Regions from separate parts of the Mus musculus genome. Here all the other regions are linked to region 1. The links are chromatin contacts, called in public HiChIP or PLAC-seq maps. All regions are on one chromosome and are shown on one strand. The core of a region is the stretch at or near the end of the contact, and the rest is flanking DNA. Distances in the headings are between cores, read along the strand shown. Region 1 holds the start of Atg101 (autophagy related 101). Region 2 holds the start of Rarg (retinoic acid receptor, gamma). Region 3 holds the start of Smagp (small cell adhesion glycoprotein).

Region 1 (2,538 bases), core at 21-2,520:
TGGTAAGGCGTTTGTCTTGCACGAGTGAGGGGTCCAATCTCCAGGACCCATAAAAAAGGGAGCTAGTAATAACCTTCAAATAAAAGTCTCAAAGACTGAAAAGTTGGATGTGTATACCCCTTAAAACTGCCTGTCAGGTAGCAAGCACAAAGCGTTAGGTGCTAAATTTGTTATTATACTGTCACTACTGGGTAACCATGCAAAGAGCCACTGAGGTGGCGGGGTGAGGAAGGAACTTGGGTAACAAACCGAGCCCACAGGGAGTGCAAGCAGTTACTTTTCCTAGATGTGTGTTCTACCTGCCCCTTTCCTGGTGACTTCTCATCACCTCCAACACACGCCATCTCATCTTTAGACAGTTCAACTATTTCTTCTACCAAAGGAATCCTCCTTGCCTTGTGTTTCAATCTGCCTTATTAGTGTTTTTAAGATGGGGGGGGATTGTTTTTTATTTCTGAGACACCCCTTCATCTAATCCAGGCTGTCCTCCAACTCCTTGACTGAGGCAGCAAATGTTCTGCCTCAGCTTCCCAAAAGCTGGGCTTTGTCTCCATTCTGGGTGCAAAGTATGTGGATTGCTCTGCCATCAGCCTGGCTCCCTCTCTCATACCTGTCCCCACCGGGTGTTTTCTGCCTCTCACTATTCCTACAGCAGAGACACTATTTGTCGCTATAAACTGGCTCCTATTATCCCCTCAGTATAGCCTGGCCAGAATACCAGGTTCTTCCAAGAGTTCCTTTCTCGTGGACCAAGGATGCGACGGCTCCCTTACTCGTTATTATTTATCCTCTTGTTTAATTCCATTCTGCATTTTCCCACCTAGAAATTCCCAGCTCTGGTCCTGCCTTTCCAACTGTTTCTCCCTCTAACCAGCAACTTCCCTTGGTTTCAGCATTACTCCAGGACCCACCCCTTCCTTCCAGCCTCAGCCAATTTTTACACAGAGACAACATTTGCATTTCCCTCTGGTCCCCCTAACCAACAGGCAGAAGTCTATCCGACCCAGGACACGCCCATGCCTCACCTTGCTGGTAGAAATCCGAGCAGGAGCCACTCAGCCTCGGGTCCCCTTCTTCCCTAACGCGAACACGCAGTATTCGGGGACAGACCAAAAGCAAAAACAGGCTATTTGGACCCGCACCGAGAATTCTGACCGGACCGGACGTCAGGATCGCTGCCCGCGACCTCGCGCCGTCTCGGGACAGCAGTGCAGACGACGAGGACCGAGTCCAGACCCTACAGACGCCGGTCCAGGCCTCCGCTTCCTCTGCCTGAGCGGCGCGCGGGCCGGAAGTTTTGCCCGTTCGGAGGGTGGAACCGGAAGGAACCATCCGCGCCCACGGCGGGTGCTGGCCAGGCTCGGCTCGACCCAGCCGGACGCCGCTGCAGCCACGACATCAGGAAGCTCGCACGAGCTATATACTCTCTCATAATGCCACGTAACTTTAGTACTTGGGTGTTTTTTCTTGTTTGTCCTTCGGGCCCTAGGCTCGTTAAGAGGAACCCCCCCTCCTTTGGACGAGTCCATTCACTCCCACCACCGAGAACGTTGTTTGGGCTGGGACAACTCACTTCCGCCATCGAGACGAGAGGGACAGAGGGGACGGATGGACTCTGCGCTGCCCCTGGTGGCCAGGCGGAGTCGGCGGCGGAGAGCCCTCCCCTGCGACCCATTGTGGGGGCCCCCATTCGGAGCTGACAACCTTAAGACAAGAGAGATCCCGAGATCAAGGCCATAACATCTGAGAGGCGCCTGGGGATGAGCGCACGCCGGTGTGCTGTAGGATACTGAGCGGATGGTGAATCTGTGTTGGCCCAAAGTGCACAACAGTCCGGGTTCACTGAACTCAGACCCACAGGAAGATTTTGAAAAGGGAGCTTAGTCTCCCTGAGTTACCTTCATACAGAAGCACTACCTGATGTTGTGTCATGACCGAGCAGGTGGCAGTCTTGTCTTTAACGATTGCGCGGTTGCTCCTCTAACGTTACTTATCCTTTCCGAATCCCCATATAAACAGGGAGCTACTGTGAGGAATCACAAGCGATACTTTTGTGATCTATAAGGCGCCCTATAAATATAAATGAAGTGTTCCTGCTGAATAATCTCTCGGAGCGTTTTTAGTTGTCTATTTGTTGATAAGCCCAGAGCGCACAGGTTTGGTCAGTTGCTTTTAGCGCCTAAAGAGCGCGCACATCCCTAACTTTCAACAGGGGGCACTCCTGAGTTGTTTAACGTGAGCATTAACATGCGTGATTTCCAAACACATTTCATCTCCAACGCAGTGATTGTCTTGTATCTAGCAATCCTACAAGGTGGATGGAAATTTGACAATAAAAGAGGCTATGTCACTTACTTAGATCACTAAGTAGAAGAACCTCCAGTTCAAACCGGTTCCTTTTACCAATACAGGGGCTCACCTGTCTGGCTTCTCCTGCACAACCGGCCGTACACACTACCATTCTTTAACACATCTCACCCACAAGAAGGAATGTGTCAGATGTACCCCACTTACTGTGTGGAAGAGAACCTCCTTGAT
Region 2 (2,538 bases), core at 27-2,526, 970 kb before region 1:
TCTGGTCTCTTGGGATTGCCACAGCAAGCCTCTCTTTCCCCTTCTCCTTTAGCTGATAATGGCTACCCAGAAAAGCCTTTCCCAGGAGGGGGATGCCTGGCCCCTAGGGTGACAGCAAGACCAGAGCTGAGTAATTCCAAAGTGGAAAATGTGATGTGATTCAGGGGCCCATTCCCCAGGTGCTGGCCACTCTGGGAGCGTTGCTGAGGATGGTCCTTTGGGCTAGTGCCTGGCCCAGCCCGTCCAATGAGCTTTCTCCTCTTCTGGAGTCGTGACCATCCCTGTGAGAGTGCATAGGACTTCACTTTTCTCTGGCTCTGTGCTCTGTGGTATAAAGTCAAACTATTGGCTTCCCTCTCTAGGTTCGAGAGCCTTTCAGCCTCGGTTTGTTTGGAGACAGAGAATATCCCTATTAGACACAGACTTTGGGCTTCTAGAGACCCAGCGTCAACAACATTCGTGGCGCATCTACCAGGCAGCCAGGCAGGCCTCGCTGGCTGAGCCAGACACACACCCTCGCCTGGGCTTTCTCCCTCACACCCAGCGCAAGGCTCCTCCCATCCCCCCTCCTCCCTAAAGTTCTTTCAGCCCTCCTCCCAGCCAGCCTCTCCCCCTCTAAATCCAAGTCTAAAGGTGGGGACGATATTGGCAGCGAGAGACCCACGCGCTTTAACTCCTGGAGTCAACTTCAGGCAGAATGAGAGGGAGGAAGCCTGTGAACCCAATTCGTAGCACCTTCATCGTAACCCCCACTAGTTAAACCAGTTTGCTCCTAGGCCATAGGACAGAGAAGGCCAGAGGAAGGGATACTGCTTTGACCTGCAGGTGGAGGTTAACTAAGAAAAGGGGACAGTGCCTTCTCCTCTGGTATACTCCTGCCCCATCACTCCACGTCTTGGCAGTGTCCAAGTCTCTCACTGCCTACCCTGGGAGGTACCAGAGACCGGCCTGGCAGAATACAGCGTGGCTAAAGACAACTCAGTCTCCCCAAATGGCTGGAAGGGGGATAGCGCCAGAGAGAAAGGGTTGGCATCATGGAGCCCAGGACACTGACCTCTGCCAGCTCTGCCCGGCCTCCCGGGGATGGAGCCACGGAAGCCTAGCAAATGGGAGGGGCAGAGACCCAGGCGTCCTGGGCCGCCCCGCCCAGTCCTCCCCCCCCCCAGCCACCACCCCCCCCAGCCCCAGGGCACCGAGGAGGGAGCCGGGCAGGGGCAGGCGGCAGGGGAGGGAGGAGCGAGGGCGGGAGGAGGAGGAGGGAGCCAGGCAGGGAGGGAGGTGGGGGGGGTAGGGAGGGAGAAAAAGAAAGAAAATATTTTCCGTGTCCCCGCCTGCGGAGTCAGTGTGCGGTTTGGGAGAAAATGTGTCGGATATTTTGGGGCGGTCACGTGGGCGGGCGGGCTCCGAGAGGCCCCGGGATTGTCCCAGCCTAGAGCCGTGCCCCCCTGAAGCCCCCCATTACCGCGAGTCACTAACACCGCGGTGCTCCATCCCCGAGACCGCCCGACGCCGGGACCTCGGGGCTCTGCGGCCTTCCTTCCCCCGCCCTCCCCTCCAGGTGAGTCAGGCGGGGAAGCCGGCTCGCCCGCCTGGCCGCCCTCCGGCCGCGGACGCCGGGGCTCCTCTGCTGAAATGAGCCAGGGGCGGGGGCGTCGGGAGCCTTGGGGTCCTTTCCCTCCGGGGGTGGCCAAGCTGTTAGCCGAGCTTATGCGGAGGCTTCCTGCCCCAAGTTGGGGTCAGTCGTGACCCGGGAAGAGAAAGGGGAGATTTTTTTTTAGACAGACTGAGGATGGGCCGGGTTGTCTGCCCTTGATTTTGGTGAGTATTGAAGGAGAGCATTTAGGAAAGTCTTGGGCAAGCGAACCAATGTTCCTGTACTCGGAATGTCAGAGAAGACGGGTTTTCCTCCTCTGGGAAAGGATGGCATTCTTCCACCGGAGTGGGGCGGGGGCATACTGAAGGGTGGATCTGATGGTCCAAGTACCCTTTCTCCAGTGGATTGGCAGGGCTCTGTATGGGGACTAGGAAAGCTCTAGCAAGTGTCTAGGTGGGTAAAGTGGTCTGTGGAGTTTGGACTGCAGAACCTGGATTCTCTCTGATCTATCCCTTACTGCACAAGTGAGCCAATGAAGGGGAGCTCTTTTAGAATATTCTCAAGGGGAGGCCCCAGTGGAACAAAGCTAGAGTTATAACGCCCGGACAGGTTCAGGAGAGCCCCTGTCCTGGAGTGCCACTGACAGCGCCTCTTTCCTTTCCAGCAGTTTCCACCAGGTCCCTCACCTCAGCCTGGCCCAGTATGTAGGAGGGACTCTCTGCAGAGGCCAGAGGGTAAGAATATGCTTAGTTGGTGGTCATGGGGATGGGGCAGCAGGGATGTCTGTCTCGGGGAGGGAACTCAAGGACAAAATGCTCAAATAATTCCCTCTTGTAGGGCTTAAACCCGGGGCAGTTGGGATCCTACTCCTCAAATTTGAGGCTTCTGCCCTTATGGTTATTCTTCGGGTACTGAGTTAGGGTTTGAGGACCACAGCCATTGTC
Region 3 (2,538 bases), core at 21-2,520, 650 kb after region 1:
TAGAGGTCTGTTGACAAAAGCATGGCTGCTTCAGTTTCCGAGGCTTAAGTTTCACTCTTGGAGAAGACTGGCTGTCCATGTGAGACCGTGTCCATCATCGATTCACTTGACTCCTTATGGAGGTCTGACACAGACGCATCCTGAGTCCCTGCTCCCCAGACTCTGGACAGTGTTGACAGGCTGCGTCTGGGTATAGACTGGGTGTCATGTGCCAACCTGTCGTGCCAGCAATACCAAAGCTGAGGCAGTGGGTCCTAACCTGAGGCCAGCTTGTGGTTTCTGGGAAACTCAGTTGTTAGCTTTACAAGGCAGTTAGGTATCTTCACTGACTAAGCTTTCTCATCAGCCCCAGCAAAGTTTTAAGTGAGCCTGCCGGTGCCGGTGGAGGCCAGAAGAGGGCATCAAGATCTCCTGAAACTGAATCACAGGACGTTGTGAACTACTGGGAGCCTTTCTCCAGCTAACCCCTCTCCCCCCCTCCCCCGCCCCCCAAAGCAACTTTTAAAGGTTATATTTTAAAGAAAAAAAAAAAAAAAGACATGAAAGCCAAGTGTGGTTGGTCAGGTCCGACCCTCAGTGAGCTACCCAGGTAACCTGGCCAGTGTTTTTTGAGCACATTATCATGTGCTAGGTGAGGTTCTAGGCAACTCATTGGAGCTCCGCAATAACCCTAACCCTGAGTTCACACAGCTTTGCCCAAAGAATCAGAAGTAACCTGCGCTAGCTTACACAGCGGGACCACCTCCAGAGCCTGTTATATAGAATTATTGCCTCTTAGTCAACGAGTTCCTCTAGTTAATTTGGGAGCATTTCCTGTCACTGACGTGAGTCCAACTGCTGCTAAAGTACAGCACTGATGAATATTTAAATCAAGGCGCTTGCCTCGGGCTAGGACCAAGGCTGTAAAACGGCCTTACGGGAATTGCCACTTTCAGTCCCCATTTTAGGGATGAGGAAACCGACTACTGAGGTGTTCAGGAATGTGCCCACAGCCACCCAGCTGGCAAGCACTTACGCTGGAGCTTTTAATCCTAAACAGCCCACAGCCACACCTCCTACCCTCTCCACGCTCCACCGCCTCCTGGGAAGGTCGCACGCGGAAGGTCCAGGTGGCCCCGGGAGGTGCTCGGCTAAGTCGCCCCGAAGTCGCGGACTCCAGAGGGCCCACGCGTGACTGAGCTCCCGCGGGACACGCCCCTCGCTCGCCCTACAGCTGGCGCTGCCGACCCCGGCCGAGCCCGGCACGGGGGCGGAGCGGCTCCGGACAGTGGCCTTTCCTCCCGGGGGAACCTGCTGAGGGCGGCCCCGAGCTCCTTCCTGTCCCTCCCACCGCGGTCCGGGCTCGGCGGCCGCTCGGCGCGGGGTCCCGGGCGCGGCTCCGGCGACTCTCGGCCGCTCCCACCCCGGCGAGTTCAAAAGGACGCGCGGCGCCCGGCCCTGCCCGCCCGTCGGACTGGAAAGGTGAGCGCGCTGCGCGGAAGCCCGGAGCCCGCACTCGGCCGCCGCGCGCCTGCGACCTGACCCGCACGGGTACTGCGCGGCTGCAGGGACACTCGACGGCCAGGGCGCGGGCCCGGGGCACGCGGGATCCCCGGGGAGCGGGGCGCACCCAGCGGACGGCTCGGCGGGGCTCCTGGCCCTGGAAGCCCAGGTAATGCAGGTGGCTAAGGGACCCGGATCGCTCATGGGCGCAACCGGGCCGACCCTTGCTTAACTTTCCCAGGCCTGGGGAAAGGGTCACCAACGCCACCCATTCCCCGACCCTGCGACCAGGGTCAGCTCTTGGGGGAAGGATTTGTTTATGGAAGCTGATTAGAACCGAAAGGAAGAGAGTGGATATATCCAGGGGAAGGGACTCGGGGAAAACCTGGCGCCCGAGGCTCTCCTGGGATCTACAAGCCCTGCGACCTCAGGAGCCCGTCCACCTCATTCTTGTCCGTCCTTCTTCCCACAGATCTGACCCTACGAAATAGCCTGCCCTCAGCAACGATGAACAACCTACCGGCCACACCTTCTCCTGAAGGTAGGTGATGAAAGTTATGGAGTAGGGGGGCTGTTTAAGAATTCCCACCCCAGAACAGGTCTTGGAATTCCGCGAGGCCTCACTCAGTGTAGACTGGAAGACTCACCCATCCCCACCCCACTCCACCCCACCCTACCCCTACCAACCCGCTGTCGGGCCTCACGCAGGAAAAAGCTCCAAGAAAACAGAATTCAACTTCAGTGTGCCCTTTTGCGCTATTTTATTCTCAAGTCTGGACCGGACCAATTCCAAGCACTGCGAGTCACCTGGGTTTAGGAAGTTCTTTGATGCCCAAAGGAGCCATTTTTACATTCACCCCAGTAGTTAAGTAAAGGAGAAAGGGAATCTTCTAAAGATAACCGGGAGGACTCGTGATGTCGCTTAATTGGTAGAGAACTTGAGATGAAACCCATTTTGATGGCTTGTGCCTGCAGTCCCTGCAACTTGGGACGTAGAGGCGGGAGTACCAGAAACTCAAGGTTATCCTCAGCTAAATAGTGAATTTAAGTCTAGCC

What was found. HiChIP or PLAC-seq counts read pairs in DNA pulled down with a chosen protein or histone mark.
Region 2: a contact with region 1 is called in a FOXA1 HiChIP or PLAC-seq map of pancreatic cancer cells. The contact joins the promoter of Rarg here to the promoter of Atg101 in region 1. A contact is called at or near these places in 4 of 39 promoter capture datasets (the 3T3-L1 cell line, cranial neural crest, embryonic stem cells and 1 more), 1 of 484 Hi-C or Micro-C datasets (embryonic stem cells), 6 of 115 datasets of contacts at active chromatin or transcription factors (bone marrow-derived macrophages, craniofacial prominence, extraembryonic endoderm stem cells and 3 more) and 2 of 9 other capture datasets (embryonic stem cells and macrophages).
Region 3: a contact with region 1 is called in an HNF4G HiChIP or PLAC-seq map of pancreatic cancer cells. The contact joins the promoter of Smagp here to the promoter of Atg101 in region 1. A contact is called at or near these places in 2 of 39 promoter capture datasets (the 3T3-L1 cell line and liver) and 2 of 115 datasets of contacts at active chromatin or transcription factors (extraembryonic endoderm stem cells and pancreatic cancer cells).

What each region holds. Positions count from the first base shown.
Region 1 is chr15:101,283,033-101,285,570 of GRCm38.p6, reverse strand. Atg101 (autophagy related 101) reads right to left here and starts at 1,270. Exons shown (of 3, transcript NM_026566.2): 1 at 1,026-1,270.
Region 2 is chr15:102,256,260-102,258,797 of GRCm38.p6, reverse strand. Rarg (retinoic acid receptor, gamma) reads left to right here and starts at 1,276. Exons shown (of 10, transcript NM_011244.4): 1 at 1,276-1,558; 2 at 2,259-2,328.
Region 3 is chr15:100,635,672-100,638,209 of GRCm38.p6, reverse strand. It overlaps Smagp (small cell adhesion glycoprotein), which reads left to right and starts at 1,270. Exons shown (of 4, transcript NM_174992.4): 1 at 1,270-1,651; 2 at 1,955-2,023. The coding sequence starts at 1,990.